Linked DNA regions of Mus musculus: all the other regions are linked to region 1. The links are chromatin contacts, called in public HiChIP or PLAC-seq and promoter capture Hi-C maps. All regions are on one chromosome and are shown on one strand. The core of a region is the stretch at or near the end of the contact, and the rest is flanking DNA. Distances in the headings are between cores, read along the strand shown.

Evidence for each region. Promoter capture Hi-C pulls out the DNA fragments that hold promoters and counts their contacts. HiChIP or PLAC-seq counts read pairs in DNA pulled down with a chosen protein or histone mark.
Region 2: a contact with region 1 is called in a promoter capture Hi-C map of the C10 cell line. The contact joins the promoter of 4930556N13Rik here to the enhancer-like site in region 1. A contact is called at or near these places in 7 of 39 promoter capture datasets (the C10 cell line, cranial neural crest, frontonasal cranial neural crest and 4 more), 7 of 115 datasets of contacts at active chromatin or transcription factors (acute myeloid leukemia, bone marrow-derived macrophages, embryonic stem cells and 3 more) and 3 of 9 other capture datasets (adipose tissue, liver and pancreatic islet).
Region 3: a promoter capture Hi-C map of the C10 cell line shows a contact between it and region 1. The contact joins two enhancer-like sites. A contact is called at or near these places in 17 of 39 promoter capture datasets (the 3T3-L1 cell line, 3T3-L1-derived adipocytes, the C10 cell line and 11 more), 2 of 484 Hi-C or Micro-C datasets (bone marrow-derived macrophages and cortical neurons) and 8 of 115 datasets of contacts at active chromatin or transcription factors (double positive thymocytes, embryonic basal ganglia, embryonic stem cells and 2 more).
Region 4: a promoter capture Hi-C map of cranial neural crest shows a contact between it and region 1. The contact joins two enhancer-like sites. A contact is called at or near these places in 8 of 39 promoter capture datasets (the C10 cell line, the HPC-7 cell line, cranial neural crest and 5 more), 2 of 484 Hi-C or Micro-C datasets (bone marrow-derived macrophages and nephron progenitors) and 4 of 115 datasets of contacts at active chromatin or transcription factors (astrocytes, embryonic basal ganglia, embryonic stem cells and 1 more).
Region 5: an H3K4me3 HiChIP or PLAC-seq map of forebrain shows a contact between it and region 1, with 4 times the contacts expected there. The contact joins the promoter of C030037D09Rik here to the enhancer-like site in region 1. A contact is called at or near these places in 15 of 39 promoter capture datasets (3T3-L1-derived adipocytes, the C10 cell line, the HPC-7 cell line and 10 more), 2 of 484 Hi-C or Micro-C datasets (cerebellar granule neurons and cortical neurons), 25 of 115 datasets of contacts at active chromatin or transcription factors (the NIH/3T3 cell line, T-cell acute lymphoblastic leukemia, acute myeloid leukemia and 16 more) and 2 of 9 other capture datasets (adipose tissue and liver).
Region 6: a contact with region 1 is called in a promoter capture Hi-C map of cranial neural crest. The contact joins two enhancer-like sites. A contact is called at or near these places in 1 of 39 promoter capture datasets (cranial neural crest), 1 of 484 Hi-C or Micro-C datasets (nephron progenitors) and 3 of 115 datasets of contacts at active chromatin or transcription factors (embryonic basal ganglia and embryonic stem cells).

What each region holds. Positions count from the first base shown.
Region 1 is chr11:88,355,185-88,359,690 of GRCm38.p6, reverse strand. All of the region lies in intron 11 of Msi2 (musashi RNA-binding protein 2), which reads left to right. Among named protein-coding and RNA genes, the nearest start is that of Mir378b, 4.7 kb to the right of the region's middle. Within about 2 kb of position 2,615, at least 120 of the 459 cell types and tissues checked have an H3K27ac peak or open chromatin away from gene starts, as enhancers often do. A contact at or near this core is called in cortical neurons, embryonic basal ganglia, embryonic limb bud and 4 more, where this site is marked.
Region 2 is chr11:88,849,254-88,853,759 of GRCm38.p6, reverse strand. It overlaps 4930556N13Rik (RIKEN cDNA 4930556N13 gene), which reads right to left and starts at 2,156. Exons shown (of 5, transcript NR_126433.1): 1 at 1,924-2,156; 2 at 1,477-1,558. All of the region lies in intron 1 of Akap1 (A kinase (PRKA) anchor protein 1), which reads left to right.
Region 3 is chr11:88,800,895-88,805,400 of GRCm38.p6, reverse strand. No RefSeq gene overlaps it. Among named protein-coding and RNA genes, the nearest start is that of 4930556N13Rik, 48 kb to the left of the region's middle. Within about 2 kb of position 1,995, at least 20 of the 459 cell types and tissues checked have an H3K27ac peak or open chromatin away from gene starts, as enhancers often do.
Region 4 is chr11:88,772,351-88,776,856 of GRCm38.p6, reverse strand. No RefSeq gene overlaps it. Among named protein-coding and RNA genes, the nearest start is that of C030037D09Rik, 56 kb to the right of the region's middle. Within about 2 kb of position 1,801, at least 10 of the 459 cell types and tissues checked have an H3K27ac peak or open chromatin away from gene starts, as enhancers often do.
Region 5 is chr11:88,716,403-88,720,908 of GRCm38.p6, reverse strand. It overlaps C030037D09Rik (RIKEN cDNA C030037D09 gene), which reads right to left and starts at 2,266. Exons shown (of 4, transcript NR_038058.1): 1 at 1,892-2,266; 2 at 337-503. It overlaps Msi2 (musashi RNA-binding protein 2), which reads left to right and starts at 2,680. Exons shown (of 14, transcript NM_054043.3): 1 at 2,680-2,880; 2 at 3,164-3,204; 3 at 3,538-3,619; 4 at 4,315-4,399. The coding sequence starts at 2,819.
Region 6 is chr11:88,691,375-88,695,880 of GRCm38.p6, reverse strand. All of the region lies in intron 5 of Msi2 (musashi RNA-binding protein 2), which reads left to right. Among named protein-coding and RNA genes, the nearest start is that of Msi2, 25 kb to the left of the region's middle. Within about 2 kb of position 2,315, at least 71 of the 459 cell types and tissues checked have an H3K27ac peak or open chromatin away from gene starts, as enhancers often do.

The DNA.
Region 1 (4,506 bases), core at 1,366-3,865:
TACTAGATAGGGTAGGTGCATTGCTAGGCCTGATTTGTGATGTTTTTAGCTGTTTCGGAAAGCTTATATATAAAGCATGTTTATATTTTGTAGAGGATGTATGGGCTGAGAACCCGAAAGCGCCACAGAGGTGTAGGCCCCATGTGTGCATTTTTCCAGACCCTTCTATGTAGTTACATTGACTTTTGTTACCCTCCTAGCTTTAGTACTTTCTTTATCTGAGCTGCTTTGCCTCATGACGGCTGCAGCTGTGTGGGGTGTCATGCCATCCCATCTAAAGAAGGAGGTGGATCTGGAGATGTAGCTCAGCTGATAATGTACGAAGTCCTGGCTTTGTTCCCCAGCATTGGATAAACCCAACAGAATGGCACACACCCGAAGACTCAGCAGTTACGAGGCAGGGAAATACGGAAGTTCAAGGTCAGCCTCAGTTATACAACAGATTCAAAGCCAGCCTGAGCAGTATGAGGTCTACTTCACAAATGCAGTGCACAGTGCAGTGTAGCACGGAAGGTGGTCCAGAATCCTAGCAAAAGCCAAAGAGCTTTGTGCTGATTGGCCAAGGCCTCTGCTATAAGAACCTGCCACTGAATGTTAGCGCTATCTCCTAAACCAAATGGCTTTTATACAGTGGGGTTGGGGGAAGAACTGCATCCCAAAGGACCGCTTTGGGTCTGATAAAGAGAAAGAAAATAACATTGTAGTAACAACAGAGACACACACCACACCCCTGGGGGGCTTTTGGTAGAACACCAGCGCTGTCCACACCCTTAGGAACCAGCCAGCCTGAAGTGAAGACAACAGGTAGTTAATGACCCTACACCACCAAGAAGCCCAGTCACAGAAACCTGTTCCATGCACAGGAGGAGCAGGTTAGGATGGGGTTCACTAGTCTAGATGAGGGTACATTTGAAGCCCTGCAAACAGTTAACTGTGGCTGGAGATTTCAATACAGTCGGGGTGGAATGAGCATCCGGTGATGTTAGAGAGCTGAAAAGACTAGTGTAGAGAGAGCCCCTGGTACCCAGCCATGAAGCCTGGATTCACCTGGCAACAAGTAGGGAAACCCCAAAGCAGGAAGAGAAACCAGAGGTGCGTGATTGACATACCTTGGCAGCATTATTCAGGGTAGCATGAAGGAGCTGGTAATTCTTAGACATTGTGGCCTCTGAGTGCACATCAGTAAATACCTACATAAGAGGTCTCATACTCTCCTCAACCATGGCGACGGAGGCTGGGCTAGGGTACGGAAGGATTCTGTGGAGACTCAGTCACACAGTCAAGTTTCCGATCAGGCTGTAGGTGACGGAGAGCTCGGCAGCCAAGCTCAGTACGTGAGGAGAGACCTGCCCCTGCCTTCAGAGATTGGGAACAGAAGACTGGCTACTAGGGAGTGCAATATAGACTTAAAGAGACTGGGCTACCTAGAAGCCAGCCAGGGTCACTATGTATATTGTGGGGCTGGGGACTGGTTCAAATTCTTCATAGCAGTAAACTGAGAAAGACAGAGCCACCTAAGAGAGATGACCTGGGCAGGGCCCCAGAGCAGACACAAGTCTCCATTTTACCTTCAGTGATAAGTTATCATCCACTCCCACCCTCAGGATGTCAGTTCTCACTCCGTTGCCCTCACGGCAGCCTCTGCCCTCGTCCTTTCTGCTGGTCCATCTCTCATTGCCCTTGTCTGGCTCGGACTAGTAGAAAGACAGCCACACCTAGTGACCGGAACGTCTCAAAATATACATCTGCTGGAAGTTTCCTTAAAGAGTAACAGGAGAGTATTAGAAACATTCCCCTACTTTATTAATACAATAATAACAATTCATCAGTAGTTGCTCACATTATGTGAGTCAAGTGCTGTGTGCGCCAAGCCCACACGCCATACCCCTACTTAATTCGGAAGCCATAAATGGGTGCCATCAGTCCCCTTCCCATTTTAGAGATTACAAACTGTGGCTCGGGGAAGAGATAGTAGCTTATCTGAGGTGGCAGTGACAGGATTTGAGCCTGTCCCATCAGCCTGTGTTCTGAGCCACTATCCACACATGCTCTGTTGTGCCAGTCTCTCTCCCGCGGTGGTTGAGCCAGACTGCAACTTTTAAACACTCGACAGAAAGGTGCAGCTGTTCCCACTCAATTCTTCCTATCCTTAGGGGAGGCGATAACCCAAAATCATTTACAAGTGGTCTCGAGAGGCACGCTGTGCATTTTTGCACCTGCTTCTGTTGTTGGGACTCCGCAGCATGGTTCTGCCTGGCTGATCTTTGGCTGACATTTTGATTTGATCCCTGCATCCATTCGGACCAGTGTCAGACAAAGGAGATCCAGAAGAGGTGTGGTCCATCAAGACGAAGCCAGGTTGAAGGGAATTCTTTGAAGGGAACTCTTAGTTAAAATACAGCTGAAGGAAGTTAGTCACTGTCCGAGGTGATAGATAAGGGAGGGATCTCTGGGTAGGCAGACTTCTCTAAGCAGGGGGGAGTCAGCATCCCTTTCTTTGCCTTGCACAAACAGCATCTGGAAAGTGGTTAGGAAACACTGCCCAGCCCTAGAGCAAGGAGGCCATTGGCTGCTCAGTTGCTGGGCTGGGCTGTGGGCCAATGGTGGAGAAGGGGGTGTGGCCACAGGCGCAGCCGGCTCCTTACCCAATCTTCTTTCAGGGAGGCTTGGGCACCAGGTACCATAGCAACTGCAAACAGGGGCTCATTTGTTTTGTAGATGAGTAATTACTACACAATTAAAGAAGGCTAAAAATAAATGGGCCCTTTGTTCCAGGCTACTTATTAATATTAATAAAGTGGTCTGTCCAGGTCCATGGCAAATAGTGAATCCCACACTTGCGCCCGGGTGTCTGAGGTAGAGACCGGTGTGTGAAGAAAGCAGGCCAGCCCTGCTTCGCTGCCAGCTTCCCTCTCTTTCTGGAAGCTATTTCTGGCTATGTCTTGGAGAGGGTGGGCTTCCTGGGTCTTGGAAAGTTCAGCCTTACAGATAGATACACACAGAACGGTGGGTACCCTGGAGAGTCAGGCAGAAAACTAATCCACCCCTCCCCCACCAGAGAACAGACCAGAAACACAGCAGAAACCACATGACATGGAAGAAACTCCTTGTCTCTTTATGCTCTCTTTGACCTCACATTGTCTTCTTTAATCCAGAAAAACACCCTTTAAACCTTCCACTGAGATTTCAGGGTCTTCCTCTGCCAGCCTCTTTTTCTGTTTGCCTGTCTTGGGGAATAAACTCACCATGACAGGCTAGGGGTCTTCACCATGACAGGCTAGGGGTCTCGTCGAGTTCATGACCTCCATCCCTTAGGTCTTGACCTTCAAGGTTCAAATAGCTAAGAGGATATTGAAACCACCAAGAGGTGCTCCCACCTCCTAGAGGAGGAGATGGCCTTGAGAGTGAGAAATAGCTTAGAAGATAAACCCGAGGGAGGATGGGCGGGGCATGGTTCCTGGCCGGCATCCACCTCTACTAAATGAGGATTTCAGACTTACAGTCCCCAGTAGGTCCCATCAGCCCGGCAGCTCTGTATTGCTGCGCCGTCCAAAGCTCCTGATCCTTCGTCCTAGGAGACATAAGCAGTGGAAATGACAGTGGCTTAAGGACATCGTGCGGAGAAAGCCAAGAGCATCCCAGTGGCAGGAAATCCCGTGGAGGTGTGGGGTGTGCCCTTGAAAACAGTCAGCCATCAAGTGCAGGGTGCATGGCGGTGTGGCAGGGCTCTGTTTACAGTAAGAATCACATTTTCAGTATATCAGATTTCCAGCCTTAAGTGTGCTTGGTGGGACCTTTCAGGCTTCTGTGGTTCTGTCTTTGTGAACAGGACTCATCAATAGCAGAAGACCTGGGGCTAGGGGAGACGGCTCAGTTGGTAAAGGGCGTGCTGTTGCAAGCAGGTGGACTTGAGTTCTGATTCCCGGTGCTCACATAACAGCAATGCTCAGCTGCATCCGTAATCCCAGCACTTAGGAGGTGGAGACAGGTGGATCCCTGGAGCTGATTGGTCAGCCTGCTTAACCAAATGGATGAGTTCCAAGTTCATCGAGAGACCCTGTCACAAATAAGGTGGAGAGCAATAAAGACACTTGACATGTACACCCCCCACACAAACACACACATACAGGACACACAAATTCAATAACAGAAGACCTGCTCATCGCTGCTAGTGAGCAAGTGAGCCAGCCTTACAGTTTGTTACAACTATGCTGCGTGCTGGAATCTCCCGGGTGTTTTTTCAACTTCCCTCACTGCCAGGCCATATTTCAAACCCATCAAATCAGAGCCTGGGCAAAGTCAGTGTATAGCCATAGCCTCACGTCCTGGTTAGTTGTGCAACTTTATACCATCCCTGACCATGGCAGGCACCCAGCATCCTCCAAAGGGAAGCAGGGGAAGTCACCAGCCTAGGTTTAGAGTCCCTATGGGCTTAGGGCTCTTCTGCCTACCAGGGCCAACAAGACCACCTTCAAGGACGACCTTAAGGGGTCCTTGTCTCTGTGG
Region 2 (4,506 bases), core at 907-3,406, 490 kb before region 1:
GGTCTTTTCTCATGATGCCTCCTGGACTCTCCCCCCCCTCCCCTCTGGGAGAAAGAGATCAGCCCTATTGGCTCAGTCATTGGCTGATCAGCTAGCTTTATTGACTATTCAGAGAATAATTGGGGAGCAATGTTAACACAATATTGAAGCAGGAGATTCTTAGAATAAAAATTGCTACCAGATATGGGGGCCCGGAAGTCAGCACTTGAGTAACACAAGGATACTCTTTACACAACACACAATAACAACATGCCTACAGAGACTCCCCTCCTTTCTAGATTCACTCCATTGTCTTGGGAGAACATGTCCTCCAGTACCTTGCTGCGAGTGTGTGCGTGCAGAGGTGAGTAGCTATCAAGCATGCTGATATGTGCAGGAGAGCAGGTCCCTTTGAGAGTGCGCATTAGGGGATATGTGACTGAACACAGGACTATTCAGCAAGGACAACCAAGCCAGGAGGTTCCTTCTCCCAAGCTAACAGAAGGCTTTACCTTTTGGAAGTTGTGAAGGAGACGACACCTGGATTTGAACCCCCAGGTGGTGGAGACAGTGGTCACTGAGTGTAGCCCAAGTATGCTTGGCTCTTCAGCACACAGTCTAAAGGCCTCTTATCCTTGCACAAGGAACTGGAGCATCCATGTTTGGGGAAATGGTACTCTGTTTTCTGCTCATTCCTCCAACCACCAGACATTTTTTTTTTTTTTTTCCTCTGCCCCTTGGACCAGTCCTTGGCAGCGTGGGCAGCAGAGCAGCTCACTAGGGAAGAGGTCACGGGTATTCACCTCCAAAAATGTTGTGGAAGGTTCAGAGCTTCTCACTCATTTCTGCCCTACCCTGCCTGGTACTTGGACTTGTCAATACATATTTATTGAATAGAGTTTTTCTCTTCTGCCTTTGTGATTTCTCCGTTGCTGGCATCGTTAGCCACACATCAATATCTTTCCTTACTTACCTCTTGTGAAGCCACATACCATTTGGTTTTTATTTGCTTGGTCTTGAGACAGGGCCTCTAACTCGTGATCCTCCTGTCTTTTAAGCAAGCCTGTTGTCAGATCACTGCTCATATCTTTGGAGCAGGCCTGTGTGGTACCTTCTGTGGTGAGGTGAGAACTCCATGTACCCAGGAGTGCATTCCTGAATCTGCTTTGTAATCACCCCCTAGAGCCTGACAGAATTCTCTCGTAAAAACCAGGCAATAATAAAGAGACCAAGATGGGGGCCAGGAGGGACTGGACACAGCCTTCAAACTTTTCAAAAACCACACCCCTGTGCAAAGGCATGGTGGTGCATACCTTTGATCCTAGCATTAGAGAGGCAGAGGTGGATGTCTGAGTTCCAGGACAGCCTGGTCTATAGGACAGCTAGGGCTACACAGAGAAACATTGTCTTGAAAAAAAATACTAAAAAACAACAATAACAATAAATGGTTGTGCTTAAAACAAACAAACAAACAAAACCCCCAAACCACACCCCTACCTGAGATGAAGTAACTGGGGAGACCACTGTAGGAGAGTTTGCTTTCTCACATCACTAGAAAGGACTGAGGCGCTGGACCTGTCTGCAAGGAGAGGTGGACACTCTGTTCCTGATTGGTTGGTTGGTTCCTTTGTGTTACCAAGGTTTTTTAAATTTTATGTGTGTAGGTATTTTATCTGCATGTGTGTATGTGCACCACGTGGATACAGTGCCTTCAGGAGGCAGAAGAGGGCATCAGAGCCTCTGGGACTCCAGTCTAAGAAGGTTTTGAGCCACGGTGTGGGTAGTGAGAATTGAACCCAGGTCCTATGTAAGGGCAGCCAGTGCTCTCAACAGCTAAGCCCTTTTAACCAGATTCTTTAAGCTGGAAGTTAGTTAACTACTGATTGGGCTGGCAAGGAAGATCCCATGCTTAGAATGGGAGTTTTAGTTTCCAGCTCGTCTTACCTGGGCCTCTCAGTTCTAGACCTTAGCTTTCCTTTTTGGCCAGAGAAGTTTCACCAAGTGGGTCTTGAGCTTCTGCCCTCCTGCTGTGGAGCAGGCTGAGAAAGTGTTCCAGGGTGTTGGTTGGGGAGATGGCTCATCTGTACCTGTGCAAGGAGTTAGTTACCCTAGGGTGAATCTGTCTGTCTTGTCTGCCAGTCTACATACCTGCACTGGCTGGCTTGCTGCCCTGTAAGGCCATCACAATAGAGGTGTAGGGCTAACCTTGGGCGGGCCAGCCAGCCCATTATGAGCTAACACGGAATCCTGATGGTGCTCGCATGAGTCAGCTTGCTCAGACCCCCAGGGATGAAGGGAACACCCGGGCTAGGCTAAGACCAGCGGGCCTGAGGCATGGCTCCATCTCTGTGACCCTGGGCCTCAGCCATGCTGCCGCGGGAGAGTGGCCCAGGCTCACCATCACCCCCAGAACTGCACTCTGCCAGCAAGGTTGGTGCTAGGCAGGACCTCTCATGTCCTGGGATTTTCTGGGGAAACCTTCTAGTACTTGCTGTCACCCAAGCTGTCGCCACCAGCGTGTGGATATTTAAACTGACTTTACATAAGACTAGACATTGAGGTTTTTCAGTCGCATTTGTCATACTTCAGTGCTCAGTAACCTCCTATGGCTAAGTGCCTGACTGCCAGTGTTGGCCAGAAATCACATGGGGATCGCCGCAGTCAGCCGTTACCTCTGGTGATCTGCCCCACTTGACGAGACTGCCAGGCCTTCTCGCCAGTTCTTTAGGTCAGCTCCTAGGACACCTTCAGGCTCTGCCCAGGGACTTTGCTCCCCTCTCCTACCCTTAAAAACATCAGAACCATAAAAAGGTCACCTCTCCCCTGTATCTGTAGCAGCCTATAGAAATCCTTGCCTTAAAGATTAGCTTATTTTTATTTTATGTGTATGAGATGAGCTTTTGCCTGAATATATATGTATGAGCACTGCATGTGTGCCTGGTACCTAGGCAGGCCAGAAAGGGGGGGGGTCATCTCCTGGAACTGATGGCTATACACTTCCTTATGTGTCCTGGGAAATGAACCCATGTCCTCTGGAAGAGCAGAAGTACCCTTCACTACTGAGCCATCTCTCCAGTCCTTTTTTTTTTTTTTTTTTTTTTTTTTTTTTTTTTGGTTTTTCCAGACAGGGTTTCTCTGTGCAGCCCTGGCTGTCCTGGAACTCACTCTGTAGACCAGGCTGGCCTCGAACTCAGAAATTCACCTGCCTCTGCCTCCCGAGTGCTGGGATTAAAGGCGTGTGCCACCACGCCCGGCTCATCTATCCAGTCCTAATCCAGATCTTTGAAAAAGTTTTTCTGGGCTCCACCGAGACTTGTGTAGGTGTGTGTGTGTGTGTGTGTGTGTGTGAGAGAGAGAGAGAGAGAGAGAGAGAGAGAGAGAGAGAGAGAGAGAGAGAGAGAGAGAGAGAGAGAGAGAGAGAGTGAGAGTGTCTCCGAGATAGTCTTCTGGTAGATCATCTGCTCCTTAGGAGCAGCAGAGCTGAGAGCTCAGAAACCGCTGTGGACAGAAACTAGAGGCTCTTTCTCTCGCTGCCAGGCAGGGAACCACAATTGTATGTTCTTCTTTCCTTAACTCACACGCCAAGGAACTTCCTATGGAGGCCAGCAAGGCTGCATCTGTTCTCCACACAGAAGTACAGGAGAGCCTGCAGGACTGCTGGGCTTGGCTCTGATCGCCTGCCCAGGGGAAGACCCTTGAAGGGAAGGCACATTTATCAAGAGCGAGCTGTGCTTTGCTCTGGAGGTGGAGTGGCTGGGGCACACACTCCCCCAGTGGTCATACCTGGGATAATGGGGGAATGTTCTAGTTCTGACAGAGAGGGTGTGTGAACAGCTGTCCAGAACACATCCTCCCCCTATCAGGGCCAAGCCTAGAGTGGACTTGGGCTCTTGGCCTCTAAGCTGTTGTTTTTATGATTGACTTTCCTGTCAATTACATGCAGCCCTTTTTCCCAGTAACTGCAGCCAAAACTGATTTAGTCACTAGGACCAACACTGTTTTGTGCCATCCCGGGGATTATTTTCTTGTTTAGAAGGCTCTAGACTTGGGTTACAGGTTTGTCAGCTGGTTGGGGAGTTGAGGCCATTACTTCTCCAGAGGGCCTTCTGAGAAGCCACAGGTACTTGTAGAAAGAGAAGGGATCCTTCTAGAACCTGGAGTGAACAGATGCATGCAAAGGGCTGCCTGATGTAGCACGTGCCTGCTTTCTGCTCTGTGTGACCGCTTGGCTGCCAGCCAGTGTGCATCTATTCCTGGGCAAACGGACCTGCTAAAAATACGCAGGCAGGAGTTTAATTCCAGCAGATTCAAAATAGCTGAGTGTCCTCCTCACCAGCCTGGGGCAGGGCTCCGAAGTATCCTTGTGTGGGGTTTTCCCCGATTGCAGGCAGCCTGCTTCTGGGGACCAGAAACTGGTCTCGGAAGAGTTTCTGGTTAGCATGTGGGTATAGAGTGCTGGGGCCTTTGGGACCTGTAGTGTTCGGTCCACTCACAACTTGGGAAGTTCAAGTTTAAAAACCAAGTGTT
Region 3 (4,506 bases), core at 746-3,245, 450 kb before region 1:
TCCCCTCTAAAAAACGCACAGGTTTTTCTTCTAATACCCAGTGCTTTTCTGATACCTCCACCTGATGCTTAGCTATTTATTAGAACAAGGTGACTGTATCTATTCTTATCACTGTGACTTAACAGAATCTCACAGAATAAGGCAATAAATAAATAAAGCAAGCAAGCTTATGGTTATCAGGCAAAAAGTAAACTGGTCCTTATCCATGGATGGTTTGGAATACACATGAAATCCCAGGAACTGTATAAAAAAACTGCAAGAGCTTGCGAGGTGGCTCAGTGTTTAAGATCACTCGCTGCTCTTACAGAGGACCAGGGCTTGGTTCTTAGCATCCATATCGGGCAGCTCATAACTGCCAGTAGTTTCTGTGTCAGGGGATCTGATGCCCTTCCACAGACACCTATGCATAAGTGCACATACACATGTACATCATACACACACACACACACACCCTAAAACAAATCTAAAAAGTCCAAAAACAAACTAAATATCTAAATATCAGCTACAAGTATTAAGTCGGCTAACAAGGACCTCAACAGAAGATAATACAATGACTAGCTTCCCACGCACCAACAATAAACAGTTGGGAAGTGAATTTTAAAACTTACTATTGGGCCAATAAGATTGCTCAGTGGCTAGAGACACTTGTGCACAGGTCTAATGAGCTGAATTTCATAAGACAGCAAGAGAGAACTGACTCCTTTGACCAGTGTGTGTGTGTGTACACACGGATTTTTTTTCCAAATCCATATTAGTTACAGTGGTGTCACAAAAGCACAAAGATACTAAGAGAAAAAAAAATCTAACAATGGATTTATAGTATTCCTATGTGGAAACCCTGAGAGAATTTACAAGTCCCTTCTCCAATTCTGAAACACCAAAGGAGTGTCCAACAATCAAATTCAATTCTGATACCAGTTATCCAAGACTCCTCAGACCTCCCAAATCAAGGGGTTCTGCAACACCCCAGACTTAGCCACTAGGCACTAGTGCCATGCACCTGACCATAGATAAAGGGGTTTCCACAACTATTTCCTGACCTTCAGTCTTTCAGCAGAGTGACCAGTACTTAGCAAAACACTTTGTGCACCATTCTTTTTTTTTTTTTTTTTTTTTTGCTTTTTTCGAGACAGGGTTTCTCTGTGTAGCCCTGGCTGTCCTGGAACTCACTCTGTAGACCAGGCTGGCCTCGAACTCAGAAATCCACCTGCCTCTGCCTCCCGAGTGCTGGGATTAAAGGTGTGTCCACCATGCCCGGCTTGTGTACCATTCTTAACTGTAAGGCGTGTACCTGGTAGGAACGGAAGAGACACAAGGGTAGTGTGCATGATGAATATGTAAATATTTATCACAGATGGACATCATTGCCCCTCCCTGATCACCATCAGGAGGTGGTGGTAGTTGGTTAGTTCTGATTTGCAGTTAGTTTTTATTGCTCTGTCCAGAATGACCAAAGTTAATTGCCTCCCATCATCACCGTGGTCATGACTTGTGACATCATCTCAGAGTGGCTGTCCAGGGGTTCACATGGTCAAAGAGTCCCTGGAGTCAAACCAGAGCTGACAGCTGTACAGTGATGCCCTGACCTTGACCGTCCTAACATTTACACTAGCTAAACCGGACAATAGGCCTTCGCTTCCCGATTGCTCAGGTCTGAAACGTTAACAACAACTCCAGAGGACGTCGTGCTTACAACGAAAGCTCCGAAGAATTCATTTGAAGAAGCCACTTCGATTAATCTCGCATCTGGATAAAAAACGAAATTTGGGACCTCAATTACCTGATTGAGTCCCACGCAGCCCTCGCCAGCAGTAATATTAATGAGGGCAGCAATCACTTCTCCCACTCCGAGACCCGATTGCAATTCCATCCCCAGCAATCTGTCCTTCAAGTGCACCGGAAGTGGCTCTATTTTCTCCTCTGTTGGAGAGGCTCAGTTCTGAATCCTTAACCCTCTGTGCACCGCTGGCTGTAGAGAGCTCGCGATGCCGCAGTTCCGTGAGTCTGTTACAGTCAGGAGCAGGTGGGGATAATCACAGCCAACACTCACTTGGAAAATAGGCTTCACCATGCCCGCTAATCAACTGAGAAAACTGAGGTTGTTAAAGACGGAGTCTAAGCCATCCAGTGGTGGTGGCGCCGCTGCCGCCGCCGCCGCCTTTAATCCTGGCACTTGGGAGACAGAGGAAGGCAGATCTCAAGTGAATTTAAGGCCAGCCTGGTCTTCAAAGTGAGTTTTAGGACAGCCAGGCCAAGGATGAGAAGTTTAAGGCCAGCCTGTGGTCAGTGAGGGACAGAGATGAGTCAGGGATACTTGACTTTGTCGCCCACCTATGTTTGTTTTCAAAGATTTGCACGTTCCAGGGATGGAAACTTGTCCTTGGTTCATGGTAATGGAGGGTGATGAAGGTAAAGCCGGACTTTGAGGCTTTGTGGGGGGAGAAAGCTTTCTGCAGAGGAGAAGAGAGGCTGGGCAGCCATTCCACTAGCAACCCAAGCAGCAATCTGTGTCCCTGGCCTCTATTCCTCTGAAGCTCTCCTGTGGTGACCCTTGTCAATTATACCACTGGTGAAATATGGGTGGTGTGCTTCCGATCCCGCACCACCTGGTGTGCATCTGGTCAGCTGCCTGGTCACCGGCCATGCAGTCAGAGCGCGAGGAGCCCTCGGAGGAGGTGAATCAGCAGGATGAAGTCCCAGGAGCAAATCCTCATCAACAATGGTCAGGTGGTGGAGGCCAAGGCCGCGCACCAGGACAAGATGGAGAGCCTTCTCCAGCTCTGTACCCCTCAGACGCACCATCTGGCAACTGCTAGCCTGTCAGAAGACAGAGGGCCCTGTGCAAAGGTGAAGGGGGACAGCCTCCCTGCCTTTGCCATTGAAAAAAGAAGAGCCGGAAGGGCCTGGCGATGATCACTTATAATTTCAGTGCACAAAATTAGAGGCAGGTGGACCAAGAGTGCCAGTGAAGGGCTCCATGAGACATCTACTCTCTGACTATGGCCTTTGACTTGGGTCTAAGGGATACATGAGACACCTGCTCTCTGGCTATGGGGCTATGGTCTTTGGCTGGTAGTTAAGGGCTACATGAAACACCCATTTGCTAACTATAACCTTTGACTTGGGCCTAAGGGCTACACGAGGCATCCATTCTCTGGCTATGGCCTTTGTCTAGTTGCTAAGGGCTACATGAGACATCCATTCTCTGACTTTGGCTTTTTTTTTTTTTTTTTTGACTTCATTTTTGTTCTACTTTGATTTTCTGTTACTGTGATAGACACTATGACCACAAGCATTTGTGGAGAAAAGGGTTTATTTCAAATTCCATTCCCGGGACACGGCCCACCTTTGAGGAAGTCAGACAGGAACCGTGGAAGAACACTGCTTGCTAACTTGCTCCCTGGCTCACTCTGCTAGCTTTCTTATGCAGCCTAGGCTCTTCTGCCTAGAAATGGTGCTGCCCACAGTGGGCTCAGCCCTTTTGTATCAATTATCAACCAAGACAAGCATCTCCTAGACATGACAACAGGCCAGTCTAACTGGAACCAGCTTTTTGACAGATCTTCCCTTTTCCTTGCTTGTATTGAGTCGACAATAAAAACTAATTGAGGTAGCCTCAGAACTTGCTATGGCCAATAGAACCTGAAGATAAGAAGAATGAGAAACAGGCTTGTGTTTAGGACTGTCCATGGTGCCCTTGCCTTTTGTCATTAAAAGAACAAGCCCTAAGATGGGCAGGGCAAACCAGGCATAATGACATACATCCTTTGGGAGGTAGAGGCAGAGAGGATCAGGAGTTCAAAGTCAACCTCAGCTACACAGCAAGTTTGAGACTAGCCTGGGCTATATACGATCCTGTCTCAAACAAGTAAGTAACAAAAGCAGCTCAGCATGGTGGTATATCTCTTTAATCCCAACACTCAGAAGGAGGAGGGAGGCATATCCCTTATGAGTTTGAGGCCAGCCTGGTCTACACAGCAACTTCCAGGCCAGCCAAGACAGCATAGCGAGGCCCTGTCTCAACAGCAACAACAATAACAATATAGCAAGAACAAACAAAACAAAAAGCTATACAAACTGAGTTTAGTGGCACAAGTCCCAGCACTTGTGTTGGATGGTCAGTCACATGACAGGAGAATGAGATTGGCTCATCTGACATCAGTAAGTGCATTTATCCACATCGAGGAAAGAATTTTTATCAACTGAAGTGGCAGGAAAAAAATGGAATAGTTGAATGGAGAGGTCTTCCACACCAGAAGCCTTGGAACTGTCAAGGCTGGGCCTACTGTGCACCACAGCTTTGATTTTGTGATAATTCTCTTGGAAAGAGAAAAACACTCTGAGATTCAGATTCATTTATAGAGAAGGCAAGAAACTTACAAAAATCAAGCCAGGGAGGTTGGGAGGCTGGGAGGCTGGGAGGCTGGGAGGCTGGGAGGCTGGGAGGCTGGGAGGCTGGGAGGCTGGGAGGCTGGGAGGCTGGGAGGCTGGGAGGCTGGTCTGCAT
Region 4 (4,506 bases), core at 552-3,051, 420 kb before region 1:
TGGATGGTGGCTCATGCTTATAATCCCAGCACTCAGGAGTCTGAGGCAGGAGGAATGCTACGAGTTCAAGGCCAACTTGTGCTGCAGAGTGAGACTCTTGTCTCAACAAACAAAGCAGAATGTTGGAATGTTGGGTATGTTTGCACAGCCTTTGATCCCAGCACTTTGGAGACAGAGGCAGGCAGATCTCTCTGAGTTTGAGGCCAGCCTGGTTTGAGGCCAACAACCATAGTGAGTTGGAGGTAAACCAAGGCTATGGAGTGAGACTTTGTCAATAAACAAACAAACAAACAAACAAACAAACAAACATGAAGTAAAAAACTAACTAGCTAAATAAATAAATAAATAACTAGAAGGGCTCAGTGGCAACCCTGCACCAAAGGAACAGCCTCTAGTCATTTACTGATAACAAATAAACCATGAAGAAATTTATTTTAAAACAATTTTTTGGTAAACATATGCTCCTACCACTTACTAAAGATGAAAGCAGATCTGCACACTAATAGGTGTGCTGGTGTATTTAGCTATAACGAATCAAATTTTGCCTGTGGGCTATAAGGCACCTTCAACATTTTTCAGAGATGACCAATATTCTGACTTTATAATTGAAAGTAGTAAGAACATCACTTTATATAAATATCAAGTACAAGGCAGGTTGGAACCATCTTAGAACTTGCTAGAAACCCTGCTCTCATCCCAAGCCAAAATTAATTTAATGTTCTTTTTTTTTTTCCTTAAAAAAATACAACTCAAGTCAGCAGCTCAAACATGAATTTATTTATTTATTATGTGTTTGTGAAAGTGGGTGTGCGTGTGTCACGGCACACAAATGGCAATCAGATGACAACTTTCAGAACTTGGCTTTGGGAGTTGGTGGAACGGTGGGGGGAGAGTTGGGGGGGGGGCGATAAACTGAGGTTGTCCAGCTTGTACAGCAAGCACTTTACCCCCTGAGTCATCAAACAGCAACTTTTAAAATCAGTATGATTCAAGCATACGCTAATTCCATTCTTACAGCCTGAGGAATGACAGCAGGACTAGTCTTCTTTTTCTGTAATCAAGCCACAATCCCCTATAAGAGCAGAAAGCTGTGTGCATGCTAAAAACCCAGCCTTTCATCAGGCAGTGGCCATGAATCCAAGCCCCAGTGTTGCGGGCAATGTTTCTTGAGGCTGCTTTCATGACGTGACAGCATGCACGTCCCATATGCACTTAAAACCAAAGCTACAGAGGTGGACAGGGCCCTTGTGTGTAAAGCCCCCCACCTCATAGGGGTCACCTCAGGAAAGACATAAGACAAACAAGTCACTTGGCCTTTATAAAGAAACACAAGCTGGACAGTCCTGGTGGCCCAGGCCTTTGATCCTAGCACTTGGTTGAGAATTTGAGGACAGCTTGGGTTACCACAGGAGGCCCTGACTCAAATCATCTCAAATAATAAACCAACAAGTAGTGGCTGGAGAGACGGCTCAGCGGTTAAGAGCACTGACTGTTCTTCCAGAGGCCCTGAGTTCAATTCCCAGCAACCACATGGTGGCTCACAACCATCTGTAATGGGATCTGGTGCCCTCTTCTGGTGTGTCTGAAGACAGCTACGGTGTACTCATACAAGGAAAATCAATCCATCAAAAATAAATAAACAAGTAAATAAAAGGAAAACTAAAAAGAGGAGCTTGGGAGATGGTTCCTTCAGTAACGTGCATCCCGTGCAAACATAGGCTCCTAAGCTCAGACCCAGAGCACCCATGTTGAAAGCCATGGGAGAGCCTACATCTTCAGCCTCAGCACCGAGGAGATGGAGACAGGGCGATCCCTGGGGCTCACAGGCCAGCCAGCCTAGCTGAGCTGATGCGTTTTAGGCTCAGTAAGAGATCCTGTCTCAGAAAGTCAGGAGGAGAAGCATTGAGGAAGGAGACATCTGATGTTGGCCCTGGCCCCTCCACATGCACGCACATGAAAGCACACACAAAGAAAAGCAAGCTTCAGCCATCAACTGTGTGTTCTGCCTTGTTTGGTATACAGCTCCAGGCCTTATATAAACACAGGGCTTTAAGGCTGTAAAGAAAATCCTCCAAAGGAAATTTCCCCAAATGGAAAGCTAAGTAGACTGCAGACCCTTGCCCCCTCATACAATAGAGCTGCCTACCGGTTCCAGACGAGCTGATGAATACCACCATCCAATTCTCTCAGACGTTATTGAAGGATCATTTCCTCCTTTGAAATTGAGTGTGTGTGTGTGTGTGTGTGTGTGTGTGTGTGTGTGTGTGTTTGTGTGTATTTCCAAGCCTACAAGCCTCAAAGCAACCACCCCCTCAAATTCCAATTGTGGTGCAGCTGTTTTGTTTTGTTTGAAAGAAAGGAAGAAGAGAAAGAAGGAAAATAATTAGAAATTGCTTTTACCTCCCTGAGAGATAAAATCCAAGATGCTAAAATAGCCCAAGATGAGAAAAAATGCACCATCCAGTATGTGTCTCAAGCACAGGGACAGGAGAGTGGAGTGGCTGACCTTGGGCTTGGTGTCTAGGATCCCTTTCACAACAACGCTGCACAGGCTGGGTGCCCCATCAACTGGAGCTGAACAACCGAGTTCCCATGATGCAATTTGCTGGCAGGAGGTCAGCTAGGAGAGCACGCACTACTCCTCAAGAGATGTGTTCCTTATCATTGTGAAACTTTGTGAGCTATTGTTGGTGTCCTGGCTGCTGAGAATTGCTGCAGCTTGTTATCTTTGGCTCATGTGTTTGATGTCAGGTGCATGTTGGTGGACGCAGTGATGGTGGATTGAGTGTATGTTTTACTTGCTATTAAAAATTCTTCTCGTGTGAGTCATGGAATTCTGGTGATAATGAACCATGGCTCTTGTTAATCCAAGTGAACGAACACTGGAGTTGTAGGTAGAAGATGTGGGGAGCTTCCTGGAGGGGAGTCAAAGCCCACTAGGGCAGATGCTCAGCTTGGCCTCTGGAACCAGGGAGGCCTCAAGTTCTTAAGGCACAGTGCTTCTGAGGCTCACAACAGAGCTTAATGCTCACAACAGAAGAGTAGAGCATCTTGCTAAAGCCCTTTGCTATTCTCTGAGCATGCTCATTACCAATCATAGTCTAGGGTCTGGGAAGCTGGCAGTATCGCCTATGTTCCAGGATGTCCCAGGTCCTAGTCTAGGCTGGAGCTGACCTCGCTGGTGGTTTTATTGGGTATCCATAGGTGCAAGTAGCCTATGATCTTGATTACTTCTTTTCTTCTTTTTTAAATTTTAAATGTTTATTTGTCCCGTGGCTCTTGACTGACAGGTGTCAGTGCCTTTCTTCTGCCATGTGAGTCTCAGGGATTGGGGTCAGGTCATCAACTTTGGTAAATGACATTATTTGCTGAGCCACCTTGCTGACACCATTTCTCTGCTTCCTAATCTCCAACGTAGTATAGCTATTAGTCACAACCATGATCAGAACCCGCATCTACAAAGTGTTTGCTATTTGGAAGTTTTTAGACGGGATATTTCGTCCCCAATGGAGGAGCTAGAGAAAGGACCCAAGGAGCTGAAGGGGTTTGCAGCCTCCTAGGAGGAACAACAATATGAACCAACCAGTAGCCCCAGAGCTCCCAGGGATTAACCACTAACCAAAGAGTACATATGGAGGAACTCAAGGCTCCAGCTGCATGTGTAGCAGAGGATGACCTTGTGGGACATCAATGGGAGGAGAGGCCCTTGGTCTTTTGAAGGCTTGATACCCCAGTGTAGGAGAATGCCAGGACAAGGAAGCAGGAGTGGGTGGGTTAGTGAGTAGGGGGAGGGAGGATGGGATAGGGGGTTTTCAGAGGGGAAATGAGGAAGGGGATAAAATTTGAAATGTAAATAAAGAGAATATCTAATAATGAAAAAATGAAAAATAACAGAAAAGGCAAAACTAAAAAAAAAAAAGGGATATTTCATTTGATCTTCCCAAAGATCCCATTCTAGGATAGAGAGCCTGATTCTAAGAGGCCAACTTGCCCATAAGTGGAAGAGTAAGAGACGGACCTAGACAAGAGTTTGAGGGAGGGGCCTGTAGGGGAACCTATGATAAATGAGCCATGTCTTTGTATGACCTTGTCTCCTTGAGCTGTCAGCAGATCCCGTGACTACTCCAACAGTGCATGGTAGTGGTGATAGAGGTGTCATTCCCCGGGATTATATACCTTATATATGATGGCTGTCTCAGCTGACTGGAGCAAGTATCCTGATAGCCTCAAAGAAGCGATGTATTCCTGCTGTGAACTGTTCAAGGGGGGAAATGAGTGGGAAGCTTCCAAGGCATGAAGTCTGCTTCTATGCATAGCTAAGAAGAACTTAAAGCAATGTTCTTGGATTGGCCTATCATGAACAGACCGGCTGCAACAGTTACTTTTCTGGTGCTGGTGGTGACCAAATACCAGACAGAATTAAATCAAGGGAGAAGAGGTTTCGTTTGGCTGACAGTTTCAGAGGGTGGAGGTAATCACGCAGGGAAGGTGTGATGGGAGATGCTT
Region 5 (4,506 bases), core at 1,017-3,516, 360 kb before region 1:
GCTGGGTGTGTGGCTCAGTTGGTGGAAGCTTCCCTGCGACACTGGGAGCCTAGGGGTTGATCTCCAGCACTGCAAACCTGGCACGGTGGCCCCAAGCTACAATTGCAACAGCAGAGGCAAGAATGTCAGAAGTTCAAGGCCGTGATCCTCCGCAATCTATGGAGTTCACCATCAGCCTGGGCCGCATGAGACACCATCTCAACAAAACAACACAATCTGCGAAGGAAAAATAAAACTTGGTGGTGGTGGTGGTGTGGCCAGTGTCAGGATGCTCTCTCCAGTTCAAGGCCTGTCTGGGTTCTTGCATTGCAAGACTCCAACTCCAACAATACCAACCTTAAGAAAAACAGTGCAGTGACGTAGTAGCCTTCTCCTTTAGTCCTTTATCAGTCTCTGGCTTGGACACTGCAGTGCTCGGGGCCCCGCCCCATCAGGTCTCCTCCCAGCTCACCACTTAACAGTTTGTTCAAGTCTCCATCAGGAAGGTAGCCACTGACTTCTGCCTATCGAGGAACAACAAACAGCACACTACAGAGTCAAAGGGCACTGAACCATGGCCAGAGCCCCTTTTAGGTATTAACTGGTTGGGGTGGGAAGGCGGCCTGACAGCCTGGCACCTTTGGGACTCCCATATTCAAGGAAGGAGCCGGGTAAAGAAAGGCCTTTCTAGCTCTGATGATCTGTGGTTCTGCGGTAAAAATCCAAAATATAATCCAATTAGCTGTGTTGCCTGTACTTTGTGATTGAGAATAATCGCAAAAAAACAATTACCATCATAAAAACATGCAGCTCTTTAACACATGGGAACCCAGATGATTCAAAAATCAGTTTGTTTGGAGTGTTGGGAAACAGCAGGGTTTGTGGTCTGAAGTCTTATGAAGTGCCTTCTAAAAATCATATTCACAATTTATAATAAACACAGTCCATGTAAGTACACAATTTTAAAAAGGGACTTTGACATTGTTACATTGTTCACTACAAATGCTCCGCCCATCCATGCTGTCAGAGAGGCACTACCCCAGTTTAGGGGACAGAGAGATTGACAGTCTGACCACTCAAAAGCTTTGGCTGTGTTGAGATTTTTCCAAATGTCTCCAAACCCACAATGGACACGGCATAGTTTTGGTGATGAGTGAATTCCATTGTCTCCTAATCCTATGAAAATTAATGGGAAAGTGTTAATTGTGCATCAATGCATGCTTAACATTAACCCAGGGATTTGATGAACCACAACTTTATGTTGCCCCTCATGCCATATTAACTTGGTTTATTGTAATAATTTAAAACAATAAGGATAATTGTATCCGTACTGTTTTAAATACTCCATAAATTGAATACAGCCTGAATCTGGCCAGCCTGGAATACGAAGTGTGCGATTCCCCCGGGAAGCTACAGTCACCAATCCTTTGGAGTTTACACTTTGCCAGGGGAGAAAGGGAACTTTTACCAAACACCTACTAAGTGTCAGAATCTGTGAGGCTCCTAGTTCCAAAAACTAGGGGTAAGGTGCTTTGTTATCTCCAAGACCTACCGCAGGTCTTGGGAGATAGAGAGCCATTTCACTCCTGGCGCTTACACTCTTTACAGAGGAAGCCCTAGTAACTTTAAACATAAATAAATTAGATAACGGATGAATGGTCGAGGGATTTTCTGAAATAAGCACCTATCTTAACCACCCTCGGGATACTCCCAAACTGCTACTCAATCTCCATGAACATTTGCTTTGAACCCCAATCATTTGACCTTGACCCCTACAAGCCCACTTTATTATATTTTCAAATCGCGGTCTGAGTAAGGCGCAAGCCCTGTCTGGTTGCTTCCTCGCCCCCTGTTATCTATCGCGTCAGTTTCTCAAAGTTCCGAAATAACCTTCGCGGGCACGGCTCCGTACCTCTGGCGGGGAAGGGCGGGGAGCCGTGCAGGACGTGCCAGTGTGGAGCGGGAGCCAGAGAACTTGCCGCGCGAAGGGAAAATAAAACTTGTGGCTGGTGTTCGTGCAGGAGGGTCTCCTCCATCCGCAAGCCCCCCAGATCCCGGGGTTCTCGAGGACTGCCCTGGGAGCGCAGGGTGTGGGTGTGCTCCCGGCGTCCTTGACCTAAATTTCCGCGCGGTGGCTGGAAACGGGGGCACAGAGGCAGGGAGGGCGGCGGGTGCCACCTCCGAATCGGGCGCAGGGCCCCAGGAACTTGAATGAATAGTCCGAACTAGGGGGGCCCGGGGGCGCTGCCGCCTCCCGGCCCAGCGAACAGCCCGGGCCGAGCTCCCCGCGCCTCCCCCTCCCCCACACCCAGCCCATGTGATCTGAGCCGACTCGGGGTGCGCTTCCCGTCTCCCCGCCTGCTTGGCGTGGCCAACCCCCCCACTCGAGTCGCGGGGCTCGCGCGCCGCCCCTGATGGGTCCCGCTGCCGCGGGGGGCCGAGCGTGTGCGCGCGCGGACAGGCGGGGGACCGAACGGGGTGCGTGACGTCACCGCATTGGTTACACGACGTTCTAGAACTCCGCCCCACGTGCGCGGGGAGGAGGGGGAGGAGGAGGAGGAGATGGGGGTGGGGAGGAGGAGGGGGAGAGGTGGGGATGGGCCGGGGGGGCGGGGACGGGGGGTGTGCGAGGCGGCGGGGCTGAGCTGAGCCGAGCCCACGTGTGACGGGCTCTCGCCGCTGGCCCGGCTCGGCGCTCGCGGAGCTTCGCAGCCGCCGGGCGGGGGGAGGAGGCGGGGGAGGAGGGACGGAGATCTGGGGCTCGGAGCCGGCCGCCGCTGCGCTCCGCTTCGCTGTGGGGCTCGGTGTGTCGGGGGTGGGGGGGCGGGGGGGCTCCGCTATGGAGGCAAATGGGAGCCCAGGCACCTCGGGCAGCGCCAACGACTCCCAGCACGACCCCGGGTAAGTTTCCAGCCGCTGCCCACCGCGCCGCCGCGGGCTCGTTCGGGGCTGTGCGGGCGACGGTGCGGAGCGGGGCATTCGCGCGCCCCCCGCGCCCCCGCGCGCACCCTTGGGGCACTCGCGCACCTTGGGGTGGCGTGGGGCCGCCACCTTCTCCCCCAGCCCACCTCCAGGCTCGCGCTCGCCCGCTCCCCCCCAGCTTTCCTTTTAGCTTTTGTAAGTTACACGTCAAAATGGCCGATCTGACATCGGTGCTCACTTCGGTTATGTTTTCTCCCTCTAGTAAAATGTTTATCGGTGGACTGAGCTGGCAGACCTCACCAGGTAAGGGAGGGAGGGGGGGACGCCTGGGTCCCCCCCTTCTTGGCTTCTTTATTGCTCTTTGTTATCCCAGTGTAAGAGCCCCCCCACCCCGCCATTGGCTCCCCACTTCTCCTGTGCAAGGTTATTTTTTTAAATAGCAAATCCTTTCCGAGCCCTCTACGCGACCTCTGTTGCTGAATTTCCCCCTCGTGTGCAAAAATATTGCAAAAACAAAACAGAATAACAACAGAAAACTACTTTTGCTTTTTGTCCTTGATCAAAAAATTGCATTGCTCCCCCCTCCACACCTTCTCCCACCCCCCCATCTCTCTCTCTCTCCCTCTCTCTCTACAGATAGCCTTAGAGACTATTTTAGCAAATTTGGAGAAATTAGAGAATGTATGGTCATGAGAGATCCCACAACGAAACGCTCCAGGTAACGCATTCCCTTCTCGATTTTGCCTTTATTTTAGAACAAAGTTTTAGTTTTATTTTTGGAGGTGTCTTCGGAAGTAGCTAAGCGGATTTAGAATGGGGCTCAGGCGCGTGGCTGGTTGGAACGTCGCTCCCCCCCCCCATAACCCCAAAGGTTATTGTTAATTAGGGCCGAACTCTGGATTCAGAGACGCCCATCTCTCCCGCTTGAAGTCATTTTCCTGTCGCTTCTTGTTCTCTTGTTTAAAATGACATTCAGTTCACCCACTTTCCACATAGTTTTTTTTTTTTTTTTAATTTAAAAATTTGAATGTATGCCTTCTGCACACTCCCAAACTCTGAAGTCCCCTCTTTGGGAGGTGAATGAATATCTTAGTGTCCGTTTTCCTTCGGAATAAAACAAAGCCTTAAGAAAGGGAAGAGGAGGAGAGGAAACTGAGGCGGCCAGAGTGGAGACACCAGCATTTTCCAAGTTACCTCCAGCCGCCCTGCCCCCTCGTCCCGCTTCCCCCACTAACCTTGGTATTTTTACCTCTTGAGGCAGAGGGCTGTGGGTTAGAGGAGAATAGAGGGAGCTGGTGGGGATGGGGGGTGCGTGGGGGCAACATTCGCATCCTAGTCTACATATAGGGTCTCCTTGTTGCGCTCAGTAGTGTCACATTTTGTTTGTTTTTCTCCCTCTTTGTCTCCTTCCAGAGGCTTCGGTTTCGTCACCTTCGCAGACCCAGCAAGTGTAGATAAAGTATTAGGTCAGCCCCACCATGAGTTAGATTCCAAGACGGTAGGTTGCTTTTTTTTTTTTTTTCTAAATAGTTGTTGTTTGCCCCTTTTCAGTACCGGTCTGGGCATTGACAGCCCTGTTTAAAGGGACAGCGCCTTCTTTTGCTT
Region 6 (4,506 bases), core at 1,066-3,565, 340 kb before region 1:
ACCTTGGCACAGTCCTTCTTACTTTATATTTTTACGTATTTTAAACACTTTATTATTTCGCCTGTCTAGGATGTGTGCTTGGGGGAGGGGCTTGAATGGCATAGCATGCCGTGTGGAGGTCAGGGACAAACTTCGTGGAGTTGGTTCTTTCTCACCTGTGTGGCCCAGGTATCCAACCTAGGTCATCAGCCTTGGTGACAGGCTTGGTGGGGAGGGGGGCTCAAAGAATGCTTTCAGAGGTTTTGTTTTTTTTTTTTTAACACAGTGCACCACAGCCTTGCTGCAGTTGGCTGTTGCTCCAGAGGAACATACACTGCTTTTACACAAGAGAGGTGGCTAGGTCAAAAGGCAGCACTTGGTCCCTCCCTACCAGGCCTTTTGGAAAAAAAAAGGGGTCGGAGGGGGCGTGGGGGCCAGCAACAAGAAAGCCAGGGTAGCTCAGAGAAAAGGCAGGGCCAAATTAAAAAAGAAGAAGAAGAAGAAGAAGAAGAAAGGTTTCTCTGATCTGAACTGAGAGGTAATAAAGCCTTAGTTAAACAACCTGAAAATGCAGTTTCCATCCATTTAGAGCACAGGAACGGAGGTTGAGGAGATCAACAGGGCATTAGCATTTAAAGTTTGCCCCCTCGCTGACCTCCTTGCTTCTGTATTTCCCTTGAGATCAAAGCAAGGAGAGGGGAAGAGTTGACTCTCAGGTGCAGTTCCTGATCACCAGGAGATACCCTTGTTTTACCACCTTGGGCTTCCTGGTCTTTGCTTGGGCTGTCAGACATATATTTTAACCAAAAAGTGGGACGTGTGCTTTCGTCATAGCGAGCCCTCAGGAACATCCAGGAAGGGCTTTGAACCATCTCAGAAAGCAGGCTGGTGGTCTATAGCAGCAGGAGTGGGCAACATTAGTAAACCAGGATGTTTCTCTTTTTTTTTTTTTTTTTTTTTTTTTTTACTGCAAGGAGCAGTCCGGAAGGTATATGGAGACGGGACAGTTCTGATGAATTCCTGCCCCCTGCTGTATAATAAATCTGATACTAAAATTAGTGCCGGCCTCTTGAGCCATAATTCTTGCCGAGGCAATAAAGAAGTGTGTGCGTGCGTGTGTGCTCATGCCGGTGTGCTTGTGTGCGTCCAGCTTGTCTCTCAGGACTGTGGGATGTCGGATAAGTAACTGGGTCTCACAATTGATTTTGTGTGACAGCGTCTCCTCGGCTCCCTGCTTCCTCCCCCTCTCCTGTGATGGAAGTGTAGGGAGGAGGTAGAGGGGAAATATTGCCGCGTGCCTTTCAGGTTTGTGTAAATCTCTGTCACGTAGGTAGATGTTCTTAGAGAATCTATTGGAATGTTTTATAATTGACTGTTTTACTTGGATGACATTACTCAACTCCTCTCAGGAGCTTCCTTACGCTCCGGGTGGGGGTGAGACTTTTCCTTCCAGGGAACTTTGTCCACGGAAGGGACTTACTTGGGGTGGCCAGCTGACAGCTTTAATAATTAGGTGGGCATTTGGGTCCCTCAGTGCACAGTCCTCCTCCTGGTGGGGACAATTCTGCTTTAAAAGGACCACATTTCACCTTTAACTGCAAATGGCTGTGTCGGGAGTGGCATTTGATTTTTAAATTGCCCATGTCCAGCAACCCTCTGTTACTCATTAAACAATAAAATGTTTTTAATCTTCCTGCAGCTGTGTGCACTGTGTGGGGCTTGCTTTTCGGGAGGAGGGGGAGGAGGGTCTTTCGTCCTCCCTCTCCTCTTCCCTTTCACACTCACCAAAGCTTGTAGAAAGCCCTCTCCAGCAGTGATGGAATCCCCTCCGGTGAACTTTCCCAAGTGAGTGGCTGGGACTTTTATAAGCTGAGGCCACCCGGGTTCAGTCTGGATTGTCAGCCCCTGGGGCTGAAGTGCTTCCTTTATGGGTAGTACCCAGAAATGGGTTTATGTCACAGACCCTTTAAAAAGTCTGTAACTTTTCCTCCCCACTCCCCTGCCTCCCACTTTGGGTGGGGGGGGGGGGCTTGAGTTGTCCGTCATAACCAGAAACAGGTTTCAAGTCCCTGATCCGTTATAGGTGTGTTTAAGATGAATGCCAAGCCTGAAGCCACTTAAAGAGCATGCGCAAATAGATACAAAGGAAAGGAAGGAAGGGAGGGAAGGGGTAAAGGAGAGACTCTTCCAGATCCCCTGAAGCAGAAATAGAAAAACACAGGCAGAGAAGGCAGGCCCCCACAGAGAGAAGCACTCTGCTCCTGAGCAAGCTAAGTTAGTGAGCTTGGGCGGGAGGGCCTGCCCCGTGAAGGTTGTCAAAAGAGCCAAGGAGGCGGCGCCCTTTCTGAGGCGGCCCTTGGTAGTGTGTCTGTAAGGATCTAGGCCCGGATTGTTTCAGACTCCTGGTGGAAGAGTTAGTGGCACTCTCCTCCTGTCCCAGCTGGGCTGGCCTTCTATCCCAGAGATGCGAGTTTGGAACGGTGGCCTAAGCAGGGAGCATTACCGTGCAGTCTCAGCTGGCCTGTGTTTCCATCCCAGCTAGCGGTCCTTCAGTTAGGAACTGTTGCAGGCTCTGTATTTGTAAAAATAAAAGAGAATAAAAATTAAAGGTACTCAGTACCAAGAAAAATAGCCACTTGAGGGGGAACGAAGTGTGTTAGAGGACCAGGCTTTCTACAGGGAAGCATCTTGCTTCGAGTTCCCGGATCAGCATGGCCCAAGATATCTCTCTCTCTCTTTCTCTTTCTCTTTCTCTTTCTCTTTCTCTTTCTCTTTCTCTTTCTCTTTCTCTCTCTTTCTCTTTCTCTTTCTCTTTCTCTTTCTCTTTCTCTTTCTCTTTCTCTTTCTCTTTCTCTTTCTCTTTCTTTCTCTCTCTCTCTCTCTCTCTCTCTCTCTCTTTCTCTTTCTCTCTTTCTTTCTCCCTCTCCTCTCCTCTCCTCTCCTCTCCTCTCCTCTCCTCTCCTCTCCTCTCCTCTCCTCTCCCCTCCTTCCCTCCCCTCCCCTCCTCTCCCCTCCCCTCCTCTCCTCTCCCCTCCCCTCCCCTCCCCTCCCCTCCCCTCCCCTCCCCTCCCCTCCCCTCCCCTCCCCTCCCCTCCCCTCCCCTCCCCTCCCCTCCCCTCTTCTTTTCTTTTCTTTTCTTCATGCTGAAAAGGGGCCCAGTCCTCTAGTCGAGCAGTGACTCCATACAGGTTCCTTTTTCCTCTGTTGCATTTCCCTCGTGTACCACACGAGTCATCCAGTCATCGGAGTTGCCCAGGCTGTGCCCTCAACCCTGCCTGGTTGTCCTGGTGACGCTGGGTTGCAGGGTTTTGGAGGAAGCCCTCAGTTCAGCTGTCCTTGAGGGTAAGGCCTGCGTTCTTCCCACCCCCCTATGACGTGTGCAGTACAGCTGCTGGCCCAGAAATCCACTTGAACTGATATGTCGTCTCTCACTCCAAACAAAAAATAAACCTGGGTGTTCTATGTATGTATTTTTGAGGTGTGTACGTGCCCTTTTTTTTCCTCTTGACAACTTCGTTCCCTGCAGCTGTGCAGTCACAGACTGTTTTGAGATCTGGAAAGTTTCTTGTCTTTAAGTGGCTATGATAAAGTAGGAGAGGAGAGAGGCGAGATTTGACGGTTACCACACACCAAACACCATAATGTAATTTTTTAAATTAAAAAGCATTGCATTATTAAAAAAGCATTTCATTGTAAGAGGAGAGGGTAAGATGGCTCAGTGGGTAAAAGCACTTGCCACCCACCACTCCAGGACCCACATGTAGGTGGACGGAGAGCCGATTCCAGAAAGTCATTCTCTGACCTCCATCTACACATAACCCTAGTAACAGAATTTGAAAATATTGTAAGAGATAATGCAAAGAAAGTTTTTTCATTTACCAGAATTGTTTTTTCTGTCTACTATAGTTCCCCCCCCCCATCACCATGGAGATAAGAACTTGGGGCTCAGTGATGTCATCTTTCCCACTGGGTGTGCTGGCTCTCAGGGGACTGGCTGTCAACCTGAACTTGGTCAGGTCCAGCCTGCTGTTGGTATAGAGAGAAGTTAAAGTTGATCAGACGTTTAATATTTGCCTTCAGTCATCTGCTATGCAAAGCTCTCCTTTATTACCCTGGGAGGGCAAGTTGGTAACAATGTATTGCTGTTAAAACTAGTAAGTCTGGTGTCCTTTAGGGCTTATTTAATCTTTCCTTTCTCCTAAGTATTTCTCTCCAGCTTTTGGAGAAAGTGCCTTCCTGTTTGAGATAAACATGAAGCAGTAAGGTTGAGTTTGGGAAGAGGGAGTTTGAGGGGCTGGAGCTGCGCCCTCTCCCCATTTCATTTCCCAGGTGAACTAGCAGAGTCCCAAGATTGTCTTTTGCAGGGAGCACTCAGGGTTACCGATGTTCCCGATAAGAAAGTGTTTCTCCTTTGCCCTGTCTCTCAGCTGAGTAGGGCGGAGAGAGCAATATGGCAAAATCCAGACCAAGCCAGCAATCATGCAATGCAGTTGGGCAGAATATAGCAGTTTAGGATGGGTTTGCACA